2 separate regions of the Mus musculus genome follow, and region 2 is linked to region 1. A link is a contact called in public Hi-C data. All regions are on one chromosome and are shown on one strand. The core of a region is the stretch at or near the end of the contact, and the rest is flanking DNA. Distances in the headings are between cores, read along the strand shown.

Region 1 (4,293 bases), core at 1,261-3,760:
CACTGTCCCAGGCTTCCACACAAATTGGCCACCCCATTGCTAACCTTAGGGAAGGCCCTTCTGCAGCCAGGTTAGGAGAGTCGCTAGCAGATACCTCATTAGGTCAGAGTGTAAAAGGATTGGGTGTCTGGGGTGTGAAGTGCCGCAGTGGGTAAGGTGTCTACCTCCAAGCCTGGTGACCTGAGTTCAGTCCCCAGGACCCACGAGACTGTCCTCTGCTGACCTCCACATATGTGCTGTTGACCACACACACACACACACACACACACACACACTCAATCAACTATGATTTTAAAACATGTTAAAAGGGTTGGACATCTCTAGGTCTCATACTTTCAAGAAAGAAAAACTGTCCTCCTTCAGTTAGAACAGTACTGTCACTTCCTAACAGAGCTCGCTTTGCTCATGACACCTGCTAGAGCCATTCAGGCTCTTCACTTCCTCTTCCTCTCCACAGTGGCTCTGTTCTGCTGTGCCATCTTTCCAGGTGACTTTGTCCATTGCAGCTCTGAGGGAACCTGGCCTATTGGGTGCCCCCTTCATGTTCTATGCTTCCTTGTTCTTGGCAATGAAAGCCCAAGAATTGAGACAGGATGATGGCTCAGATTCCAGAAAACCGATGTTTGCATTTCACATCTCAGGGCCTCTACTCTGCAGTGACCACTCTGGTACCCTATAGGGAAGAGTACTGTCAAGAACAGCAACAGTCATAGAGCTGGCTCTTCATGTTATTTGGGAGGTGGGCATGCAGGTTGAAAACAGAGCTTCTTTGTGTAGCCCTGACTGGCCTGGAACTCTGTAGACCAGGCTAGCCTCAAACTCCAAGATCCACCTGCCTCTGCCTGGTCAGTGTTAGATTAATAAAATAACTTAATGCACGCACCACCACCACCACCACCACCACCACCACTGTTTAAGATTTCTTATTCTCAGAGTAATGAATTGGGAACATGCTCCTGGCCTCCTGAGACTGTTCAATGAGATGAAGTATGTCTAACCCTTAGCACCAAGCCTGGCACACAGCATATGCACCATATACCTTGCTGGTTCTTAGTGGATGCCAAACCTGTCCCTTCAGCCCTGCTTCCCTGAGATGCTCTGGAGCCAGCAACTCAATATAAGGGATCAATGAAGTGTTAGGAATGGAAAAAGACTTAGTAATGCAGCAAAGACCAGAAGCTTCAGGAATGCTCTCTTTTTTAAGTATCACAAGGGCCTGGAAAAGTGGGTTTCAGAAGGTAGGGAGGAGTACTGGGAATTGAACCCTGTACTTTGTATGTGCTAGGCAAGTGCTCTACCATTAAGTCCCAGCCCCAGCCAAAGTCAACCTACTATTGCACCTTCTTTACAAATGAAGAAACCTGGGGCTGGAGAGATGGCTCAGCGGATAAGAGCATTGACTGCTCTTCCAAAGGTCCTGAGTTCAAATCCCAGCAACCACATGGTGGCTCACAACCATCCGTAACAAAATCTGATGCCCTCTTCTGGAGTGTCTGAAGACAGCTACAGTGTACTTACATATATATAAAAACAAAAAGAAAACAAACAAATGAAGAAACCTGTCCCCTGCTTCTCCCTGTCATCCCTTCCCTCCCATGCTGCCTGAAAAGCCCTCTTTTCTCAGTCTTCACCCACTTCTGATGCTACTTTGATTTTGCAGTGCTCTCTTCCCTGATGTGGTGAACTGCATGCAGACAGACAACCTGGAGCTAAAGAAGCTGGTGTACCTGTACTTGATGAACTATGCCAAGAGTCAGCCTGACATGGCCATTATGGCTGTCAACACCTTTGTGAAGGCGAGTAGAAACCCAGTGGAAGTGGGGACAGGGGTGAGAGAGGGCTGCTCACTCTCTCATGTCCCCGTCTTTTTGGAGTGCTTGGCACTTGGGCTCAATTGCAGACTATAGGCTTCCTGTTCAGGCTGAGGGCATCTTCCTCCAGCAGAGGGCTCCCTCTCTCTCCAGAACCACAGACTATGCCTCATTCACCCCCTGTGAGGTGGCACCAGGCCTACTGGCCTCTCATTCTCCTGGGCTGGGCAGTCATTCCCTGTGCCTACTGCCAGCACAGACTTCAGCAGGCATCCAAGAGCAGCTCTGTTCCCTTTCCATATGACTCCTTTCTATGTTTTCTGTTACCAGATGAGGAGCAAAGCATGAACTTGGACATTGACTCCTAGCCCACTGATGCTCGCATACAGGAAACTTAGGGGTTTCTGTGGCTATATGTGCCTATCATGCCAGCACTTGGCAGACTAAGGAAGGAGAATCACTATGACAGTAGGTCGTAGCTAGGCTATATAGTGAGCAACATGCCAAGGTCCTGTCTCAAAAAGAAAAGACTATGGTGCTAAGAGCATTGAGGTTCGGATTGCTACTCTGCTCTGACTGGGTGAGCCCATAACCTCCAAAGCCCCGCCTTCCTTGGTTGGGAAATGGCCTTAGGAAGAGCAGAGAAAGTGTGTAGAGCCTCTCACACAGGATGTGACAAATGCTTGGCATCCATTCTGTGGCATTTGCTTTGACTATTGTTGACTATGGTCAGTGGAGATCCCACAGCAGCTGATGTTGCACAGAGCTGGAGGCCAGGAAGAATAGGAAGCCACAGGTGACTCATCCCGCCTCTGCCCCTGCCCCTGGCCAATGACTGGTTCTCCTCAGGACTGTGAGGACCCCAATCCTCTCATCCGGGCCCTGGCTGTGAGGACTATGGGCTGCATCCGAGTTGACAAGATTACAGAGTACTTGTGTGAACCACTCCGGAAGTGCCTGAAGGATGAAGACCCATATGTGCGCAAGACAGCGGCTGTGTGTGTGGCCAAGCTCCATGACATCAATGCCCAGCTGGTAGAAGACCAGGGCTTCCTGGACACGCTTAAAGACCTCATCTCAGACTCTAACCCCATGGTGAGTTGCTAGCAGTCATTGTGATGCCTCCACAGACTCCTCCTGGATTGCCTGAGAAGACAACCTGGGTTGGCCCTTCACCTAGCTTTCCACCTTAGAAGTTAGAGCCTTGCTGAATATCTAATTGTGATTCTTCCTTGTGGTGGTTTGCAGGGAACTAGGCCTGGATTTCCTGTGAGCCTCTCAAACTAGCTACATTTAGGACAGCTCCCTAATCTTTCAGAGCCCTGTTTGTCTCATCATTAGATTTTGGGAGGTCACATACCTAACCTGAGCTGGCCTGATCTGGCAAGCAGTGACTACAGTCAGTCTATCGCTTTCCAGTTACTGTCATGTCAGTAACTCCTAACCAAGACCTCCTGTCATCTCCAGGCCCGTAGTCCTCTTCCTACAGTGCAGAAGACAGGACACCAGGATGTATTAGGTGGGAACCCAATCCCCTCACTCACTGTGATGGCAGGGGTTGCAGTGAAGATTGTGAGGATCTGTAATCCCAGCAATCAGACGGCTGAGGCAGGATGATTGAGAGTTAAAGGCAAATCATTGATGCATAACAAGATTTTTCTAAAAATTGAAAACTATGTAAGAAAAAAAATGAATATTTAAAACACTGGGCACTGCTCCCACTCTGTATCCAACAGAAACACCGATTGCTCATAGATTAAAGACAGCTAACTAGACCACTGTGTCAGAGAGGAAAGATGAAAACATTGTAGACTGTACAGAAAAGGAGTTGTCCTGGCCGAAACATTTAGTAAACCCCTCTATAGCCCACATCCACTACCAGCAGCCTTGACGAGATGTGCAGGATTCTTCTGTCTCGGAGAAGCACGGCTGACAACCACTGCAATGAGCACTCTGGCCAGTAGAGGGAAGTTGGGTTGCTAACAGGCATTGTCTTAAAATGCGAGGTCCCTGGACTTGGGCTACTTTCCCCACTTCTTTTCAATGGCAGGTGTACTAATTTTAGTTTTGCTTTACAGAGGGGTCCGTAGGGTGAGTGCTTGTCATAGGCCAGACTTTCTTGGGGCTCTAGAACCTACCAGTAGGGTCATACCATAGTCCTTACAGAACATCCCATCTTGATCTGCTAGTGTCACTAGCCTCTGTGCTCCCTGACTTGAGCAGTACCTTCAGCCTCTACCCTTCTACCTTCTCATCCAGGTGGTAGCGAATGCAGTGGCTGCCCTGTCAGAGATCGCTGAGTCTCACCCCAGTAGCAACCTGCTTGACTTGAACCCACAGTCTATCAACAAGCTGCTGACAGCCCTTAATGAGTGCACTGAATGGGGCCAGATCTTCATTCTGGACTGTCTGGCCAACTACATGCCCAAGGATGACCGTGAGGCCCAGAGGTGAGCAGACCAACCCCTTGCTTACCAGCCTA
Region 2 (4,293 bases), core at 889-3,388, 160 kb after region 1:
TCAGACACAGGCAGGCTATGCAGGGCTGGGAGTTTCTAATGAGGGCTGTTTGGCCACATGGGGGATCTAACTCAGGCCTTGCACGTGCTAGGTGAGGTCCCTACGAGGAGCTGTATCCCTCAACCTGATTGATTGTTACTATGAACGGGCCTGGGAGGGTCCCGTTGCTACAGAAGCACTGGGAAGCTGTCAACAGGAGGGGCTGTCAAGTCTGCAGGGCTCAGAAAGGCAAGGAGAGGGAGAAGCGATGTGGTGGATGTCCCTCTGCAGGAGATGGCGTCGACCGGGCCTTGGCAGTGGTAGGAATTCAGAGAGTGGTTGCAGCGAGCCTGTTAGGCTGGGATACACAATGCCCATCGAAAGGCCACATGCTGAGGTTGGTCTTCAGTTGGCAATGTCACCCAGAGGCAGTAAAACCTTGAGGGCATTGACTTAGGCAGTGGGCTAATCCATCGGTGGTTGTGTGATGCTGGTGTAAGGCCTTATGGCGAGGCAGTAGAGCTAGGAAGTAGGTCACGGTCAGCATGCCCTGGAGGGTATGCCTGGGCCTGGTTCCTCCCTCTCCTCATCTGCTTCCCGGCCAGTATGTGGGCAGCACTGATCTGCCACGTGCTGGCACCGTGATGTTTTGCCACAGCAGCCAGGGACTGAGACCGTCACTCTCCATCATTTTCCTCATGTGGCCACCACAGCATCACACCCTGGCTAACACCCTGTGTCTGTGGGCCAACTGGAGCCAAAGGACCAAAGAGGTGCCCGTTACACATGTCCAGCACCAGCCCCCATGAGGCATGAGCCATCTATCCTGGAAGCAGTGGTCGAGGTGGGGTGCTTGCTCAGGGTATATATGGATGCCTGTGACATGAAGGTGGGCCATCTCTAGCTGTGACAGCAGTGGCAGTCTTTCTGGAGTGTAACCAAGATGTGCAGTCACTTGGACCTGTTATTCAGGAACTCATGTGATCAGAAAGACTCTTTCAGACCTGGTGTACAAATGTGGTCCTCCTCCGAGTCCCAGTGTGTCCTCTGAAAGGCCTGAGGCCTTCACAGCAGGAGCAGGCTCCACCTGGCATCCTTGAAGGAGCTGGGTGCATAGGCAGCTCCCAGTGCCAAAGGCCCTTGACTGACATAACCAAAGATGTGACAGCTGAGGTGGTGTCCAGCGAGAGACTCCAGGGATGCTTAAATCTATACTATGAATTCTCTCAGGAGTGACAGAGTTTCAAAGACTAAGAAACAGCAGACCAACATAGCTGCTGGTTCTGGGAAAGCCAGAGTCTACCCTGAGCCTAGAACCTTTGACATCACTCAGTGACAGATCCCAACCACGGTATTAGACAACTGTGGCCACAGATCCACACAGAGCACTCATGGCTTCCCATGGCCTTCCAGGGCTGAATCACATGGGAGTCAGGGCCAGCGCCCATGGGGAGCCCTCCAGCCACCTGTCACTGTGTTCAGAAACCCATACTTTCTGGGTTTTTGTGGTTTCTTGTTGTGGTTTGTGTGTCTGTCTGTCTGTCTGTCTGTCTGTCTGTATATCTGTCTGTCTTTCTGTCTCTGTCTCTGTGTGTCTGTGTGTGTCTTGTGTGTCTATGTTTCTGTATGTGTCTGTCTTTCTGACTTACTCTCTATGTGTCTGTCGTGTGTCTGTGTATATTGTGTATCTGTGTGTCTGTCTGTGTGTATCTGTCTATCTCTTTCTGTCTCTGTATGTCTGTGTGTCTGTCTCTGCCTGTCTGTCTGTCTGTCTGTGTAGGCCAGTGGTTGAAGTCAAGTGTCTCCCTTACCCACTCTGCACCTTAGTTTTTGAGCAGGGTCTCTCACTGAACTCAGAGGTACTGATTTGGCTAAGCTGGCTGGCCAGTGTTGTCCCAGCACTTAGACTGCAGGTACACGCCACCACACCTGGCTTTTTAACCTGGATGCTGGAGATCTGAACTCGGGTCCTCATGCTGTGTGGACCTAGGCACACACCCACTGAGTCGATTCTGTAGACTTGTATGCTGTTTTGTTGAGAAACAGAGCAGAATTCACCTCACAGGTCCCCGAGACCAGAAGGGCATAACTCAGTCCTGCCTCAAGTGAGGGGGTAGCTGTGACAGGCCGTCATGAGAACATGCTTTCAGTCTGAGGAGAAGGCAGCTCCACCTGGCACTCTGATGTCACCAGCTTCTTTTGTTCAAACAGCTGGGCTGTTTTGTCGGCCATACTTTCTGGGCAGTGCCTAAGACCAGCTGAGGTACGTTACTGCAGAGTTTTCAATGGCCGGGGCTTAAAATCTGGCTGCTGAGTCAAACTGGTGACAAAGACAGCAATTCCACTAGGAAATTCCACTGAGGCTGGAGGCCCGTGAGTTTACACTGGAATAGGCCTGGGACTCTTCGATGGTAGAGCACCCCAAGGCCCCAGGCTCAGGCTGAGCGCTGCAGAGTCTCTGAGTCTCTGAGTGTGCAGACTTCTAAGCACAGCATACTGGAGGCTGAGATAGAAGGTGGAGAGTTTGAGGCTACCTCACAAACAAACAAACAAACAAACAAACACGTGCTAGGGTAGAGCTCTTGCCTTGGCCCTGGCATGATCTCTAGTGTGGTTTAAAAAAAAAAAAACAACCCTAAAGAAGAGATTCTGGCTGCCAGCAGAGGCAGGAAGCAGGATGTGCGCATCACAGCCGCTTACCACAGCCTGAGGCAGGAAGGAAAGACTGACATAAAAACCCTTTGATCGTGGTCTCTTGATCTCTGAAAGGTTCATCTCATCACGGCTGAGAAAGGATGGGCGTCTATAACTTCTGTGTCGCCTAAGACTCACTGGATCCTCTAGAATATTCCCAACCGAGCCAATGGCCAACGCCCTGGGTAGGCTTCTGGTGAACTGAGCTAGGTGCCAGGTCAGGCGGGAGTCCTCCGCGCTCAGTGGCCTACAGCTGGTACAAGGAGACAGGTAACTTCCAGAAGGCCAGCCTGGCCAGGGTACATGGCCTCAGGCTCCACAAAGCAGAGGCCATTGTCTGTCCCAGTATTCCTTGCCATCAACACTATCATATATCCTATCATATCAGTCATATGATGTTCAGTAAATATTTATAGGTAAAATGAACCATGTAGGAGCTGGGAGATGGTTAAGAGCACTGGCTGCTCTTCCAGAGGACCCAGGTTCAGTTCCCAGCACTTACAGGGCAGCTCACAACTGCCTATAACTCCAGTTCCAGGGGATCTGACACCCTCAAACAGATATACATACAGGCAAAACACCAGTGCACAAAGAAGTAAATAAATAAATCATTAAAAAGGTCTTGGAGGGAGAAGTCTGAAAGGGTATGCTGGTACCGGGGACTATATGCACGTATGGTGGGTATACACATGTTTGGTGTGCACACAAATATCTATGTAGTATGTGCTAGACATAGATGGGCAAAGTGTTTAGCCTCAGCAGCAGAGTCTCTGGACTCAGGACTGACTATAATTTGTGGGCACCACAGTGCAAAATGAAAATATAGAGTCTCTTCTTGGAAAAATAATGAAGACTCTCAGGAGGCCAACAGCCAGAGCCAAATCAGGAGCACAGGACCCTGCAAACGCCATATACCTGGGACGGCCAGCCCTATGAGCTGCAGCCCCAAGTCCTCGCTCCCTAAGAGCTCCCGGTCCATAGGTTTGCATCCCCCCCTGCCCCCACTTCCCAGTTCCCTCTTTTTTTTTTTTTTTTTCTTTTTTATCTAGACAGGGTTTCTCTGTATAGCCCTGGCTGTCCTGGAACTCAGAAATCCGGCTGCCTCTGCCTCCGAGTGCTGGGATTAAAGGCGTGCGCCACCACGCCCCGGCCAGTCCCCTTTTTTTCTTGTAAAGCTAGGTTCCTGCCTGGCTGGTCTCAGGGTTAGCGAGCATCCCTCTGTCCCTTGCTGGGGCACTCACTGTCTGCTACTTTGTGTTGTGGTTGGAACAATGAGAATTTCTTCCCTGGGGAGATGTAAATCCCTTCCTCCCTCCCTCCCTCCTTTCCTTTCCTCCCTCCCTCCCTCTTCTAAGAACGCAATATCAAACTAGAGTTTGGTTTCATCAAGGCTCACACATGACCAGAGCATGAGTGAAGGCTTGCCTACAGGAGTATGTGTGACTCTGTAGCAGCAGACTGGAAAGTTTTCACCCACCATGGATGGTGGCTCCCCCATAGCACAGGTGGAACCCCTTTTCTCACCCCCATCTTTCTAGTCTGGTTCTTTCTAGCAGCCTCTGTGGAGATGACACTGACCATGGAGGCAAAGCCACAGTTAAACTGACAGTTTAGGTCTGC

Evidence for each region. Hi-C and Micro-C count contacts between places; a contact is called where the count stands out from the background.
Region 2: a contact with region 1 is called in a Hi-C map of myocytes, with 2.0 times the contacts expected there. The contact joins two enhancer-like sites. A contact is called at or near these places in 2 of 484 Hi-C or Micro-C datasets (embryonic stem cells and myocytes) and 1 of 9 other capture datasets (pancreatic islet).

What each region holds. Positions count from the first base shown.
Region 1 is chr11:5,013,946-5,018,238 of GRCm38.p6, forward strand. Ap1b1 (adaptor protein complex AP-1, beta 1 subunit) reads left to right here. Exons shown (of 21, transcript NM_007454.3): 4 at 1,661-1,796; 5 at 2,661-2,906; 6 at 4,071-4,261. Among named protein-coding and RNA genes, the nearest start is that of Ap1b1, 29 kb to the left of the region's middle. Within about 2 kb of position 2,511, at least 49 of the 459 cell types and tissues checked have an H3K27ac peak or open chromatin away from gene starts, as enhancers often do. A contact at or near this core is called in myocytes, where this site is marked.
Region 2 is chr11:5,174,638-5,178,930 of GRCm38.p6, forward strand. No RefSeq gene overlaps it. Among named protein-coding and RNA genes, the nearest start is that of Emid1, 25 kb to the left of the region's middle. Within about 2 kb of position 2,139, at least 88 of the 459 cell types and tissues checked have an H3K27ac peak or open chromatin away from gene starts, as enhancers often do. A contact at or near this core is called in myocytes, where this site is marked.